5 separate regions of the Mus musculus genome follow, and regions 1, 3, 4 and 5 are each linked to region 2. A link is a contact called in public promoter capture Hi-C data. All regions are on one chromosome and are shown on one strand. The core of a region is the stretch at or near the end of the contact, and the rest is flanking DNA. Distances in the headings are between cores, read along the strand shown.

The links. Promoter capture Hi-C pulls out the DNA fragments that hold promoters and counts their contacts. Capture Hi-C pulls out chosen DNA fragments and counts their contacts.
Region 1: a promoter capture Hi-C map of liver shows a contact between it and region 2. The contact joins the promoter of Lrrc58 here to the promoter of Adprh in region 2. A contact is called at or near these places in 10 of 39 promoter capture datasets (the 3T3-L1 cell line, 3T3-L1-derived adipocytes, the C10 cell line and 6 more), 1 of 484 Hi-C or Micro-C datasets (liver), 7 of 115 datasets of contacts at active chromatin or transcription factors (the 230-238 cell line, bone marrow-derived dendritic cells, extraembryonic endoderm stem cells and 4 more) and 1 of 9 other capture datasets (liver).
Region 3: a promoter capture Hi-C map of hippocampal neurons shows a contact between it and region 2, with 2.8 times the contacts expected there. The contact joins the enhancer-like site here to the promoter of Adprh in region 2. A contact is called at or near these places in 5 of 39 promoter capture datasets (the 3T3-L1 cell line, the C10 cell line, hippocampal neurons and 1 more) and 1 of 115 datasets of contacts at active chromatin or transcription factors (embryonic forebrain).
Region 4: a promoter capture Hi-C map of 3T3-L1-derived adipocytes shows a contact between it and region 2, with 4 times the contacts expected there. The contact joins the enhancer-like site here to the promoter of Adprh in region 2. A contact is called at or near these places in 6 of 39 promoter capture datasets (the 3T3-L1 cell line, 3T3-L1-derived adipocytes, frontonasal cranial neural crest and 3 more), 1 of 115 datasets of contacts at active chromatin or transcription factors (astrocytes) and 1 of 9 other capture datasets (liver).
Region 5: a promoter capture Hi-C map of pre-B cells shows a contact between it and region 2. The contact joins the promoter of Rabl3 here to the promoter of Adprh in region 2. A contact is called at or near these places in 4 of 39 promoter capture datasets (the C10 cell line, cranial neural crest, neutrophils and 1 more), 1 of 484 Hi-C or Micro-C datasets (B cells), 1 of 115 datasets of contacts at active chromatin or transcription factors (memory CD8 T cells) and 1 of 9 other capture datasets (adipose tissue).

The regions. Positions count from the first base shown.
Region 1 is chr16:37,866,970-37,869,669 of GRCm38.p6, reverse strand. Lrrc58 (leucine rich repeat containing 58) reads right to left here and starts at 1,270. Exons shown (of 4, transcript NM_177093.3): 1 at 690-1,270. The coding sequence starts at 1,174.
Region 2 is chr16:38,451,434-38,454,133 of GRCm38.p6, reverse strand. It overlaps Adprh (ADP-ribosylarginine hydrolase), which reads left to right and starts at 1,445. Exons shown (of 4, transcript NM_007414.3): 1 at 1,445-1,605.
Region 3 is chr16:37,704,107-37,706,806 of GRCm38.p6, reverse strand. No RefSeq gene overlaps it. Among named protein-coding and RNA genes, the nearest start is that of Gm46547, 10 kb to the left of the region's middle. Within about 2 kb of position 1,271, at least 53 of the 459 cell types and tissues checked have an H3K27ac peak or open chromatin away from gene starts, as enhancers often do. A contact at or near this core is called in hippocampal neurons, where this site is marked.
Region 4 is chr16:37,819,307-37,822,006 of GRCm38.p6, reverse strand. It overlaps Fstl1 (follistatin-like 1), which reads right to left. Exons shown (of 11, transcript NM_008047.5): 5 at 819-851. Among named protein-coding and RNA genes, the nearest start is that of Gm41452, 29 kb to the left of the region's middle. Within about 2 kb of position 1,421, at least 4 of the 459 cell types and tissues checked have an H3K27ac peak or open chromatin away from gene starts, as enhancers often do. A contact at or near this core is called in 3T3-L1-derived adipocytes, where this site is marked.
Region 5 is chr16:37,538,527-37,541,226 of GRCm38.p6, reverse strand. It overlaps Rabl3 (RAB, member RAS oncogene family-like 3), which reads right to left and starts at 1,333. Exons shown (of 8, transcript NM_001042499.1): 1 at 1,267-1,333. The coding sequence starts at 1,312. Gtf2e1 (general transcription factor II E, polypeptide 1 (alpha subunit)) reads left to right here and starts at 1,438. Exons shown (of 5, transcript NM_028812.4): 1 at 1,438-1,574.

The DNA.
Region 1 (2,700 bases), core at 21-2,520, 580 kb after region 2:
CTCCTAAGATAAAATTTTGAAATGTGAATAGTTCCTCAGGGTCAAAGGAAGCGCAGCGTGGTTTTTTTTTGTTGTTGTTGTTTTTGGGTTTTTTTGTTTTTTTTTTTTGTACCCAACCCCAACCCCACAATTTAGTGAAGCTGCCTTTCTGGGTGTGTGTGTGTGTGCAAGGCTCACTGACTCCACAAATGGTACTTTGGGTATCGGGAAAAGAGGGGAACTGGAAATAAAAACCAAGGAAGTAGGTCAGCACCTCCTACGCCACGTTAAATGCCACTTTGATGCAAACGCATGGAAAGTCTCGGAAGACTTAACCAGTAAGAAATCGCCAACCTCTGTTAACGGGAGCCCTTTTGACTCCCTGTCTAGACTCAAGAAAGAAGGCGAAGTCCGGCTTAGTGGCGCATGTCTTTTAGCCCCAGATTTGGGAGGTAGAGGCAGGCGGAGCTCTGTGAGCTTGAGGTTAGCATGGTCTCCACAATGAATTCCAGAGTTCATTGGGGGGCGCGGGGGGCGTCGAAGACCTGCGGCAGGCCAAACACAACCCAAAGGCTACCACCCACCCACCCACCCTTGGTCAGACGCTACGGGTGACAATGGCTCGCCTAGTCCCCCTCCCCCTCCAACCCGGTGCCACGGAGCTCGGGCCACCGCCCCGCTCCCCACCCCCGGGACTCGCCGCCGCTCACCTCCGCAAGTTCTCGATCTCGGCGGGGATGCTCTGCAGCTGGTTGCCGCCCAGGCTGAGGGTCTGAAGGGCGCGCAGCTCCAGCAGCGAGGCGGGCAGCTCCTGGAAGCAGTTGCCGCTGAGGTTGAGCACTTGGAGGCTGCGGCAGAGCGGCGACTGGGCCAGGCCCTTGGGCAGCGAGCCCGGGCCGCCGAGCCGGTTGTTCCTGGCCAGCAGCGTGCGCAGGCCGCTCAGCGTCAGCAGCTCGGGCCCCAGCGCCGTGAGCGAGTTGCCGCTCACGTCCAGGAGCTGGAGGTGCGGGAAGCCGCCGCCCAACGCCCGCGGCAGCGACGTCAGGCGGTTGTAGGGCAGCAGCAGCCGCAGGAGAGCCTCGCGCGCGCCGCGCCGCTCCTCGGCGCGCGCCTCCAGCTCCGACTCCAACGCCTCGGCCGACACGCTGAGGCGGGACCAGTTGAGTTCGGCCTCCCCGAGCGCGGCCTCCTCCATCCCGCCGGATCCCGGGCCCGCGAGCCGAGGCGGCGCGCCCCGGAACCTAAAGCGAGCGCCGCGTCGGAAGTGGCGCGGCGCGGCCCGGTACGGCCCGGGCGCTCACCCCCGCGCGCCCTCCGAGTCACGCGATGGTCGGCGCCGGGTGCGCGCGCCGCTCCGGGGGCCGGGCTCCGCCTCACGTGGCGCACGGCGCGGCGTCCGCTGCGCAGGAGCCGAGGCCTGGCGCTCCCGGGAACCGTGTGAGGGAGCTGTGCTCGCCCGGGCGTCGCGGGGCTCGGTGGGCGAGCCGGAGGCCTGAGGCTCCCCGGAGCGGGCAGCTCGCCCTTTATAGTGTGGCACCCGGTGGTGGCCTTGGCCGCCAGAGTAAACAGCTCCGGGGCTGTTGATCCCGCCCGGGGGCCTGCGCGTCACGGGGCGCCGCCTCCTTTGTTCTCACTTGAGGCCGGGGCCCCCCCATTTTTGCGGGATCCAGAGAGAGTAGCCATGACGGGGACGTAGCCTGAGAATTTAATGTCTTCAGGAGAACGTGCTTGGTGGCCCCACGCCTCTCGTCCCCGCTCTGAAATGCAGAGGCAGCCGTACTGAGTCTGAGGCCCGCCTGACCTACATAGCCCAGGCTAGCCAGGGCTACACGGTGAAGAACAAAGGCCTCTTCGAAGCTAAAGCCAAAGTCGGAGATGGCTGTCGCCCCAGCTGGAAAGCATGCTTGAAGACCTTCCCTTCCCTGATTGCCTGTTGTTTCTTAAAGCATTGTCTAACGCGAGCGAGCCAAGACAGCCACAGCTATACAGTGAAACCTTGTTTGGAAAAAAAACAAACCCCAAAACAACAACAAAAAGCACCATTGTAAAAGTATTGTGTGTCCAATAAGAACTTTGTCCACGTCAATCACAGAATCACTCCTGTGGGCTTTGGTCCCTTGGGCATGGGAATGCGCTTGGGAGTTGGATATAGGAGCCCCCTTTATTAGATCTAGCTTACACTGAGCTCAGATGGAGAAAGCGTTCAAAGCACTCTGCAAGTGAGAACTAGATAGAATTTAACTGGGAAAGTCTTGACTCTAGCTCTAATTCACTAATTCCAGTAGATTTATTTTCATCCTGATCCCATTTCAATGTCAATCTTTTCTGAGATTTCGTTTTGTAATTTTAAAGTCATTAGTGGAAATAAGAGAAAAGCTTAGTTTCTTACCGAGCTTAAATACAAGAAAGTTAAAAGGTTATGTGATAACCAGTGGGATTAAATTGCTTTTTTTCCTAAAAATCATAACCTCATCTACTCAGTTGTGCAGATGAGAGACTTCATGCTACTTCACAGCTAAGCTTTATGATTGAGTTGTCATGTTTGTTAGTTTAAACAATCTATGAGTGGAATTTAAAAAATATGTGCCAGACATAGTAGTACCTGCTTTTAATCCCAACATTCAGGAGGCAGAGGTGGGAGTGTCTCTGTGAGTACCAGCCTGATCTACATAGTTTTAGGACTGTCAGGGTAACAAAAAAAAAGAAACCATGTCTAAAAAA
Region 2 (2,700 bases), core at 196-2,695:
GCAGTGTCAAAGCTGTCTTGGACTGTTCTGTTTTCTGATCCTCAGTGAATCTTTTCTCTTTTAAAACAGTTTTAACCGCGATCTGGTGAGAGAGCAGCTGGACCCCAGGGCCTCACCCTTTTTATTGTATCAAACTAGAAGTTGGCTTATTGTGGAAGTGTTAATGTTTGTGGACATTTGGAGTCACATTAGTAGTTGATAAAGCCAGTTTTTAAGAAAGGATATAAAATTCTATTTAAAAAATGACCCCATTGTTTTAAAATCATATGCATACCATAAAGACTGATATATGTATCAGGGGTAACATCTAGTTTCTATTTTTCTCTAAAATATCTTTAGATATAATATAGAAAAAATATTCTAAAAGATATAAACTAGGTGTGGTGTTGTAAGACTGAAATTCTAGCATTCTAAAGGTAGAGGCAGGAGGATCACGAGTTTGAGACCAGCCTAGTCTCAAAAAATAAATCAAAATTTAATTTTCCTTCATTCCTCTCTTTACTCGGAAAGCTTCTTGTTCCTCTTCTAATTATTTGCAATTTGATGCTTACCCTTCCAAGCAACACACACACATTTATTAAATATATTAACTTTCCTATGACTTATCAATTTATTTTTGCTTAATAAAAGTCCCTAAACTCCACGTGAACACCTCCTTTATTATTGTGATTAATAGATTTATTTACACAAGAATAGAGTCACCAACGCCAAAATTAATAGATGTTAAATGTTCAGTTCAAGTTTCCTTCCCAGATAAGTCTTTCCTTTTTTTCTGTTTTGAAGACATAGAAGAGGGGATGTGAGTTCTTGGGAGTAGGTCTGAAATTTTTGAGCAGACATGTTCTGATCTTAAGTCTAAGGAGTCAAAGCAGGATCTTTGATGTGCGTCAGGGTCACTGTATAGAAGCAGATACTCCATTTAAGCACAAGGCCCGATTTGTGCCTTTCCGGAGACGAGGCTGTACCGAGCTGGGTCGAGGGTACGGGGGAGTGTTCACTGGCACACGTTTATTCTCGGAACCTGACATCTGGGCTCAACGCCGCCATTGCCACCTTAGGGTTTTAACAAATCCAGAGTCATAATTTAGGGGAAAGAACCTTAAGAGTTCCCCTCTAAGCTCCCGTTTGAAACCCTTCTGTGGAGAGCACGCAGAACCACGGCTGAACGGACTAGGGTTAGAATCGGTGAGCCCAAGCCGCTCTGGGCGGTGGGTACCAGGCTCTGGGAGTCCAACGGTCCGCGGGGCAGAACCCTGGCAGGGCAGAACCCTGGCAGGGCGAGCACGAGGCTGGCCGGACACCACTCCACTCGGCCCACACGCAGCGCGGAGCGGTTCCCGAGCTGATGCGCAAGGCTTGGGCGCCCCCAGCACCGCCCCTTCCTCCTTCCGTCCAGTGCGGAGGACGCGGGAGGACGCAGCTCCGCCGGAAGCCGCTGTGCGCCAGCGACCCGCCCGGCCCGCGGCTCCGCCCCTGTTCGGCTTTTGGCTTGGGTGCCCACAGCAGGACTCCTGCGCCCGGTACCCCGCCTCCAGCTCGGGCAATCCTGCCCTCGGCTCTGGACCACCCCGATCCCGCCCCACGCTCTCAGCTCCGCCTCAGCAGGTACAGCCAGGAGTCCCCGAGCCACTCTCCTCTTACTGACCTTAGTACCCGCTCGGTCCCGCTCTCACCTCCAGACTGGTGCTAGGCCAGTGTCCTCAAAGTGGCCACCAAGACTTTCCTGAGTGCATCGCGGCCTCCCCTCCCCTCATCCCCTCTCCCTATTCCTCTTTCTACCCAGGCCAGGAAACCAATGGGAAATCCCGAAGTGTACTTCGGCTTTGATTGTATAGTTTGATGGCTTTGTCACCTGTGCCCGTTTAGAGTGGGTTAAGGAATAATGACTTCTGAAGGGTGGGTCTGGGCCAGGATGGATGCATGTGCCAAGGTGAAAAGGAATTTCAAAGAGAAAAGATACTGGCTACTTCCTCCGTAGGTTCCCACACTCTTCCATGGAGAGCTCAAAAAGGGAACCTGGAGCATTGGGAGGAGAAGGTGGGGGCGTTAGTCCTTAGTTCTCAGAGGTTAACAAAGCTAGGGCTTCGAAAACCTGGGCCAAAACAGGACCTCGGAGAACGAGGCCTTCCTCCCCCACAGATGGGAAACAGATGGGAAACTCCAGCGTGAGAGGATTGTTAGTGGTCACAGAGCTAACACAAGAGACTACAGAACTCTAGTTCCTAGCCGTTATTTATACATAAAACACACACACACAACACCACACACACACAACACACACACACACACACACACACACACACACACACATGTAATCAGGATCAAGCATGGAAAAGCCAGATCTTTACCCTTAACTGCTTCTCCAGGTCTCTGCTGGCCTGTGCCCTAGACCTGAGCAGTGTGACTAGATGGATGGTGGAGGTACCTGGGCTTGAACTAAACCTAAAATGGCGGTTAGAGGAAGAAAGACAGGTGGATGGGAAGAGCTTGGGCTGAGGGCAGGGGTGAGCTAGGTCTTTTTGCCCCTAAGAGTGTTTGCCCCTGTTCATGGGGAGGCTGGGTGCGTGGAGGGGGCAGACAGTGGAACACTGAATCACCACACGGAATGGGTGTCATGGAGCCCTGGCCTGAGTAGAGTAGAAAATGTGTACACCGGGAAGCCAGGGCTTTAGCAAGGATTTCATTTGTGGTGGGAATAGC
Region 3 (2,700 bases), core at 22-2,521, 750 kb after region 2:
AAGGTACTCAATAACCTCCACTCCCCACCCCCACCCCCATCATTGGAGCACCCCTAGGGAAAGTCTGCAGCCTGGGCATGGCCCAGACTCTTCTGGAAACCCATAAAAACAGCACAACCATTATTATCGGAACCACTCTGGGCCAAGGGAAGATCAGAAAACATTCCAGCCTGGAGGAGAATGGCTAAAACATTAGGTGGTTACAGGAATACATTAAAGACTTTCCATCAAAACTGGGAAATAGCTTTGCAAATTGGTGTCTGATTCCACAATAAAAACTGCTCTAATCCTTGGGGTGAGCAATTGGCTTAGAGCAAATCTTCTTAGCTTTCCCAAATGTCAATCCCATGAAAGCATCCTGCACGCTGAGTATATTATCACCAGCAAGAAACAGATCGGAAGCAGCGGATGTCAACGTCTAACTGTCCTAGGAGATAAACTGCAGCTTCTGGTAAACGGAGGAAATTTATGCCGGAGTATTTGCTGAAGGCCAAATTGGTCCCTGTGGTACGTGCAGCATTTCTGAAGGAAGAAAAAAAATGTTTTTCTCCCTAAATAATTTCCTGACTTAAGGCAATTATTTCTATAATGTATCTGTTATTGGGATGATCCTGACACTCCCCCAGGACCTGCAGGAATAAGAGGATTTTTCCAATGTGTGCCAACACTGAAAGAGAAGGAAGGTATCTTGACTTTGGTTAAAAGAGGCAAGCAGAGAATAACCTTTATATCAGAGAAAAGGTAATTTGGGGTTTACCGAACACCCGCTGTGTGCCAAGCGCCTGGGTAAATGTTACCCATGCTAACCTTATCCTTCCAGCGGGTCTGTGAAGAGGAAGTTATCCCTCTCGTTTTTTAGCATCCATGGGCCCTATGGCTCTGAGAAGTTCGATGGTATGCAGAGAGCCCTACAGCACACAGTTGACAGCAGCACAGCAGAAGGCTCTCTTCTAGACAGTAGCAATGATGTCCCGTGCTAGGTAGTTCTTATGACCCTCTATTTCCTCTGCATTTTTCTTCATTATCCTTTGTATCCAGGGAAGCTGGCCCAACTCACCTTCCTTTGCTTTCTGTTGTCTTTGGTGGGTGAGGAGTCTGGTCAGGAAGGCAGAGGCTCCTGAGACAACAGTGTGAGTGAGTGGTCCCTGTGACTCCTTCCTGCTCTATCTCTTACTGGCCTACGCTCCCCACACAGAGTATCTACTCTAGGTCTTGAGAACTCTCCTTTCCTCTGAGAGCCCGACACAGCACTCACATCTCCTCAGAGCCTCAGTTTGAGTGTGCCATGGATTTATCTCGCATTTGAGCTGGCCCAGCTTGGAAGATTCTCAAAGCTTAGAAATGAATTCTCCTCCACATTGTTACTAATTTAAGTAAAATTGTTGAAAAACAGACATGTCCCGATTCTCCTTCAGGGTTCCATGCAGATAGTGCTTGGTTCAGTGTTGGGAGTGTCTCGGTCTCTACTTCCTGCTCACTGAGAGAAGAGGGTTTTAGGACCAGAAGCACGCCACTGGGCCATATGTGTTTCCTGAAAGATGACATTCAGAGCTGAGGAAAAAAAAAGTAACAAGCTGACATTTGTATAACATTCTATAGCTTTACTTTCATTACTTTCTATTTAAGGATATATTACAGGATGGATGCACAGAGGGGAAAAAAAGCTGAACACAAATCAACAGTAAGGTTATCTTTTAAAAGGCTGAATTCCTACCAAGACACAGCCGCCGCCCCTGAACTATCTCATACAGCTAGTGAGACAAGTCTACTTTGGCAGAGCCAGCTAAATCCTGCTTTCTGCGTGACTCATCACAAAAGCTGTCAGGACAATGAGGAGGAACTAGAAGCTACATATTAAACAGGACAGATCGGAAGAGTATTTGTTCACGTATTAATTATATCAGAAGGAATACAACCTCTGATGATCAGCAAACAATAGTCCTAACGTTGTCAGGAGTGTCTCTCTGGGAAGTCTAATGCCATGTATAAACAGGCAATGATTTTTTTTTAAAGATCCATTTTGTCGTGCTTCTAAATTTGAGTGACAAGACATTTTGGAACCATCATATTTCCAGAAGGTTGGCATTCTATTATTAGATAATTACAGTACTTAACATGAGAAAGGATGGTAGGAATGATATTTTAAATATATTTCCATGATTATGAGATGTCTCTTTTCATCTCTAGGAAGCTGTCTTACCTCAATGTCTACTTCAGCTGATATTAATTGTACCATGCCAAATTATGTCGTTATCTGTACTGGAAAATCAGCCTTTTATTTTTAACCTTTCGGTTATGTGTAACTGGAGAGACACATATAGGTGGATCTTACTTTTAAATCAGGATGACAGATTTTTGTCTTTACATTGGATTGCAGATATGTTTAAAGTGATTAAGGATCCAGTTAAGCACAACATCTTGCTCCTGGGTGTGGTTCATTTTTTTCTCTTTTTTTGCCTTTTTTTGGATTATGAAAGCATTTTTTATTATTCCTTTATTAGCTTTTTGGCTGTACATTCTTACATAATTCTTTCTGTAGTTACCATAGAGATAACAATATGTAATTTTTTCCCTATGCATTGCAGCTTTATCTCCCATGAGCTATTTGGAGCTTCCTGCTTCTTGGCTACAGCGAGGTCCTCTGTAATTTGTAATCTTGCTGTTCTCACCCGCTTCTTACAGTTGCCACTACTAAAACAC
Region 4 (2,700 bases), core at 172-2,671, 630 kb after region 2:
TGAGCCTTTCAAAACTTTCTCCCATCACCCTTCATTATAAACAACAGAAAACCAGGCCAAGGAAGGGCCAAGCCTCAGCCCTGCTGTGGGTGCTGTTGCAAGCCATGTGGAAGCAGCAGGTGGGAATCAAGTGGGAATAGAGGCAGGGTAGAGACAGCTCTGGCCAAAGGAAACTCCTGGAAGACAGCAAATGCTAGGCTGTGAAGAGGGTACAGGGCCGGGGAACAAATATATGTGCCTTCCCGACTCTGCCTTTCCTAGCTATGTGATTTAGGGGAAGAGCCTCTACACCTTAAGGTAATTCCAGTGAGACCCACAAGGTTACTGTGAGGTCTGGGACTAGAAACCATGTTGAGATTTTAATATATTTTTAATAGAGAGCTCTGGTAGTCTCCATACTGGCATTCCCAACTATCCTCTTTCAAAAAGAGCTGTGTCTTCTGATTTCAATGGGTCCACGATATGAGCATGTCTTACAAGGCCCTGAAGGGAGGGCTCACTGGTTGTCCCTACAGTGAGGTCACTAGTCAGCAAAAATGTAGCACAGCTAACATTCAGACTCAAACAGTTCCTTTGACCAGTTTACTCCAAAACAAAGGAACATCTTAAAAATGCAGTTTCATGATTTTACTGAGCTGTGCTGTGCTCACACCAGATGTGGATCCAAAGTCCTGACCCACAGATGACCTTGGCAGCTCAATAGAACCTGTAGAAGACAAGATGCTTGCTTCCTGGAATTTGTAGAAGACAAAATACTTCCTCCATGAAAAGTCTCCACCCTAAGATGCACACACACTGCAGAAAGGACAGGCACTTACCTGGGCTGGCAGATGGACTCGCAGACTTCTTTTCTGCAAAAAAACGAAAAGAGATGTGTAAAGCAAAGAGAAGAATAAAAGAAAATGTCTGTTTCTAGAATTAAAACTGCCAAGTCTTGCAACCTTGTCATAATTTTACCTTAAGTCCTTCCCCTCCCCCTCTTTCTTCCTTCCTTTCAAGTCATTTATTTTTATTTTATGTGTATGGGGTTTTGCCTGCATGTATGTCTGTGTGCCCGTATGGCATGTATGTCTGTGTGCCCGTATGGCATGTATGTCTGTGTGCATGTTTGGTGCTTGAAGGTCAGAAGAGGGCATCACATCCCCTAGAACTGGAGTTAGAGATGGTTGCCAGCTTCTGTGTGGATGCTGGAAACTGAACTCAGGTCCTGTGAAAGAGTAGTCAGCACTCTTAACCACTGAGCCATCTCTCCATTTCTCTGCCTTAAAATTTTGAGCTTTTCTTTCTTGTAGCATCTAAGGATGTCTGCCTGTGGACAAGGGATTGACCTTCTAGATTTATATTCCTTCCTGCTGGGTTGAGCAGTTCCTGGGGTTTTGAAATTTCACATGGAGATTAATTCTGCACAGAGGTTGGAGAGGAGATTGGTATCTGGGACAAAGCTTTGTGTTTTTCCAGGAAGTCAAGAATGGACTGTCTGGGCAGGCTCTAAACTTGGAAAGGTCTGGTGGCTAATTACCAATCATGCTTGGAAATCCATTTTTCCAACCCTGGAAAATGTTAAGAGTGTAAAATAAAGGAAAATAAAATATTGCTAGGTTGAGAAATGCCCTAAAGCAGGGTAGGGAGAAATTGACCATTTTTTTTTTTTTCTAAAATGTATGGAAGTCCTTTAAGGACATTTTTGCCATTGTGGACTACTGATGCAGTTAGCTTACCTACTCTACAGCTGCAGATACTACCGAAAGCAGATCCAGGTCTGATGCAGGAAACAGGACAAAGGCCCCAGCCATCCAGTTCAAACCTAGCAGGCTCCTGAATGTGAGGAGGGAGCATCTCCAACAAGAGAGGAGGTCTCCCCTGCCAGGAGCTGACACCGGACAAGCTAATAACTAGCAGGTAGTCTTCCTGAGATGGATTTGCCTTAGATTAAAAATTTATGACAGATTTGCTCTGATAGGTAAGACCTAGGAAATATCCATTTTAGGAAAGATTTCTGTTATTAATATGCTTTTCCTAATATTATCAAATATATATAACTGTCACTAGGGATTAGCCCACCCTTTTGAGCAGATCTCTGCAGAACAACATCATCTATTTGTCTATACAGGGGTGCTATATAAACAAATAGATGATTTCTTAATTCTTCATGATGATCCTATAAGAATTCCTAGAATTATATCAGTATTTATTAAGCTCTTTTATAGTGGGACTGCTATTTGGTCTTTTGTGATAGTCAACACTGCAACGAGAACTCTACCAGTCTTTAGTGTCATGAGTTAATTGCTTCTGAGATAGTAAGCAGGCATACAACTATTCAGAGCACAGTCCCAAATGGTAAAACCATTAACCAAAGGTCGTAAAAAAGGAACTAACAATTTATTATAGGTGTTGGGACAGAAGATAAAACATTGACTGGGTTTATGTATGCAAAACTTCACTAATAACTTAGTTATGTTTTTAAACTCTCCATGAACCTGTGGAGCTTTGGCAAGTGATAAATGTTTAGCCAGATAGTTACACCTAATGGGTATGCATATAAAAATTCCCTGTTTAATAGAACAAAGGCTGCTTCACTTAATCTCCTGCTGTTTTAGGATGAGGTGCTAAATGGTTTTTTTTCCCCTCTGCCTCAGAGGAACTCAGAAGGCAGGTCAGCTAGGGAAGCAAAGTGACTTAGAAGTGAGATAGGAAAACATT
Region 5 (2,700 bases), core at 84-2,583, 910 kb after region 2:
CTATTATACCATGTTGTTATTGTGATCATATACAAAGTGTACTTAAAAACAAACAAAAGAACCGCATGGGGCTCAGTGCTTGCCCTACAAGCATGAGAACCCGAGTTGTGTTCACAGAACTGACACACAGCAGCCAGGCAAAGAGGCACACGTCTCTAATGTCAGTGCTGGGGAGGCAGAGAGAGGCAATCCCTGATGTTTGTTGGCCTGACAGCCTTAGCCTAGGGGCTCCAGGCCAAGGGGAGAGCTTGTCTTAAAGAAGGTCGGCGGCTGTAGTGGCTATTCTTGGTTGTCAGCTGGACTATATCTGGAATGAACTACAATCCAGAATTGGAGGGCTCACTGTGATCCTGATCTCGTGGCTGGGAGATTCAAGTTTCTGACCTGGATCTTGAGGCATAGTGGCTATGAATCCCAGGAGACTAAGACAAGGAGATCTCTGAGTTCAAGGTCATCTGGGACAAAGCAAGTCCCAGCACCAGGCAGGGAGGCCTACACCTTTAATCTGGGCTACACCTTCTGCTGGAGACCTACTTAAGGACATTGGAAGGAGGAAGATTCTTCTTCGTTTGCTTGCCTTGTGGGACTGAGCAACTGCTAGATCCTTGGACTTCCATTCACAGCTGCTGCTGACCATTGTTGGGGAGTTGGGCTACAGACCGTAGGTCATCAACAAATTCCCTTACTATAAGAAACTACCCATAAGTTCTGTGACTCTAGAGGACCCTGACTAATACAGTGGCAGAGGCAGGTGTATCTCTTCATTTTAGGCCTGCCTTGTTTATATAGTGAGTTTTAGACTAGCCTGATATACATAGCTAGTTCTACGTTAGTCAGGACTACTTAGTGAGACCATGTCTTACCCCACACCCACTCCCCAGCAACAAAGCTTGCAGTGGAAGAACTGGAATGTTTTTTGTGGCTCCTGGTAGGAGCTCTCCCCTCTCTGGAACCAAAACTTCTAGGCCAGCAGAACCTAGGGTTGTGGGGACAGGAAGCAAAAATTTTCCTAGAGGGTCACTAGGAGTGATAGTGAGTGGAACTAGTCCCTTTTCCACCCATAGACTCCGCGCCCCCCACCTCCCGCCACGCCACCACGTCGACAAAAGGAGCAAAGTCCTCTGGGAAGTGTAGTTTTAAGGTCTTGAAAGGAATTTCAGCTGTCGACCTAAGCGCTAGGCAGCTGGGGGGGTAAACAGCGAAGAGAGAGCGGTGTCGGGAAGCTCGGGCGTGTTGGTAGTCCCAGACGTGGGTTAAGCGGCTCACCTGAGTCTCCCAACACCAGAACCTTCACCCGATCCAGGGACGCCATCTTGCCACGATTTCCTTGAGGTTGACGCCCGTTCCTGGATTCTCACCAATCAGCGCAGGGCTTGTGGGCAGGGCAAATCATCTCATTGGTCGGTCAGAGCGTGACTGATCGAAAGCTTCGGGGTGCGGATTAGCGGGCGGTTTCCAAACCGGTCGCAGGAATTAGGCGTTCGTCCTTGTCTCGCAAGTGGCGTGGGCTGGCTGAAGCCGGTAGTTGAGGTGCTGAGGGCGGCTGTAGTGGGAGTGTTCGAGCATCCACTTGGGTAAACCTCATTCTCCCGTCCTTGTTCCCGGTTTCTGACCTGGCGTGGCATTTCATGGTTTCTTCTATCCGTCCCCTTCCTTGTCTAGTCCCCTCTCCTCGGCCACCTCTTGCTTTGGTCCTCTTCTTAGTCTTCTAAAGAACCATTGCCCCGGAGCGGCCCATGTGCGACCTCGGGTAGGACGGGCTTGGCGGCGTCGAGTGTGGCCCGGGAAGCCCCTGGGCGCGTCTGAGGGACTGTGGGGTCTCGGGGTCTGGACATGTCTGAACACAGCTGGTGGAGGGCACCTCGGTCCGGAGCTGTCTCCGTCGTAGGACGAAGGAATGGAGAGTTCGTAAAATACAGTAACAGAAAACTGTAGAGGCTCTGTAGGATCCACGTTCTTCTAGAACTTGGGAAGTAGTATTTAAAAATAGTCTAACTAAAAGGGCTTCCTGCACCCACTTTGTGTTTTTTTTTTAAATCCCTTTTCATCCAGCATAGTTTTTTCAAAAATCACAAGTTTAATGTAGTAGCTCCTTGCTTAAAGCAATTACAAGTTAAATTTAAAAAGAAAAAAAAAAGATGGCTTATAGCGCTCATTATTGGGATGCAGGTGTGAAACAAGTGATTTGTGTGGAAGCTGGCAGGATGGATATGCTACAAGAACACGTGCCCAGAGGATGTATTGAAAGTTCAGGTATCTCAGTAGAATATGCTAGGCGCTAGCATTAATGAACAAGAGGCCTTCGAAGTAGAAACTGTACAAATTCTGAGGAAATGCGAGGGAGAGTGTTGGATGCCACTGTTGGGGATTTGAGAAGGCCAGGAAACATTACCCAAAGCCTAACTACAGTAGGAGAAAGGTTTGGGCTTAGCTTTGAGGACTGAGGGTGGATATGAGGATGACTTTGCTAAAAAAGCAGAGTGGTTTGAACTTTTGATTCTCCCAGTTCCACACCAGGGGCACAGTGGTCCTTAAAAGTTTTTACAACTAGAATCTAGGTCTGGACTGGGTAAGGTGACGTTGGGAGATGAGATGCCTGATTACTGTGAAGAGAAGAAGATAAATGAAGACCACTAGCTACCACACCAAGAAGCCTCCACAGACAGAGAAGTTACTTAAGTGTCACCTGCCATAGAGACT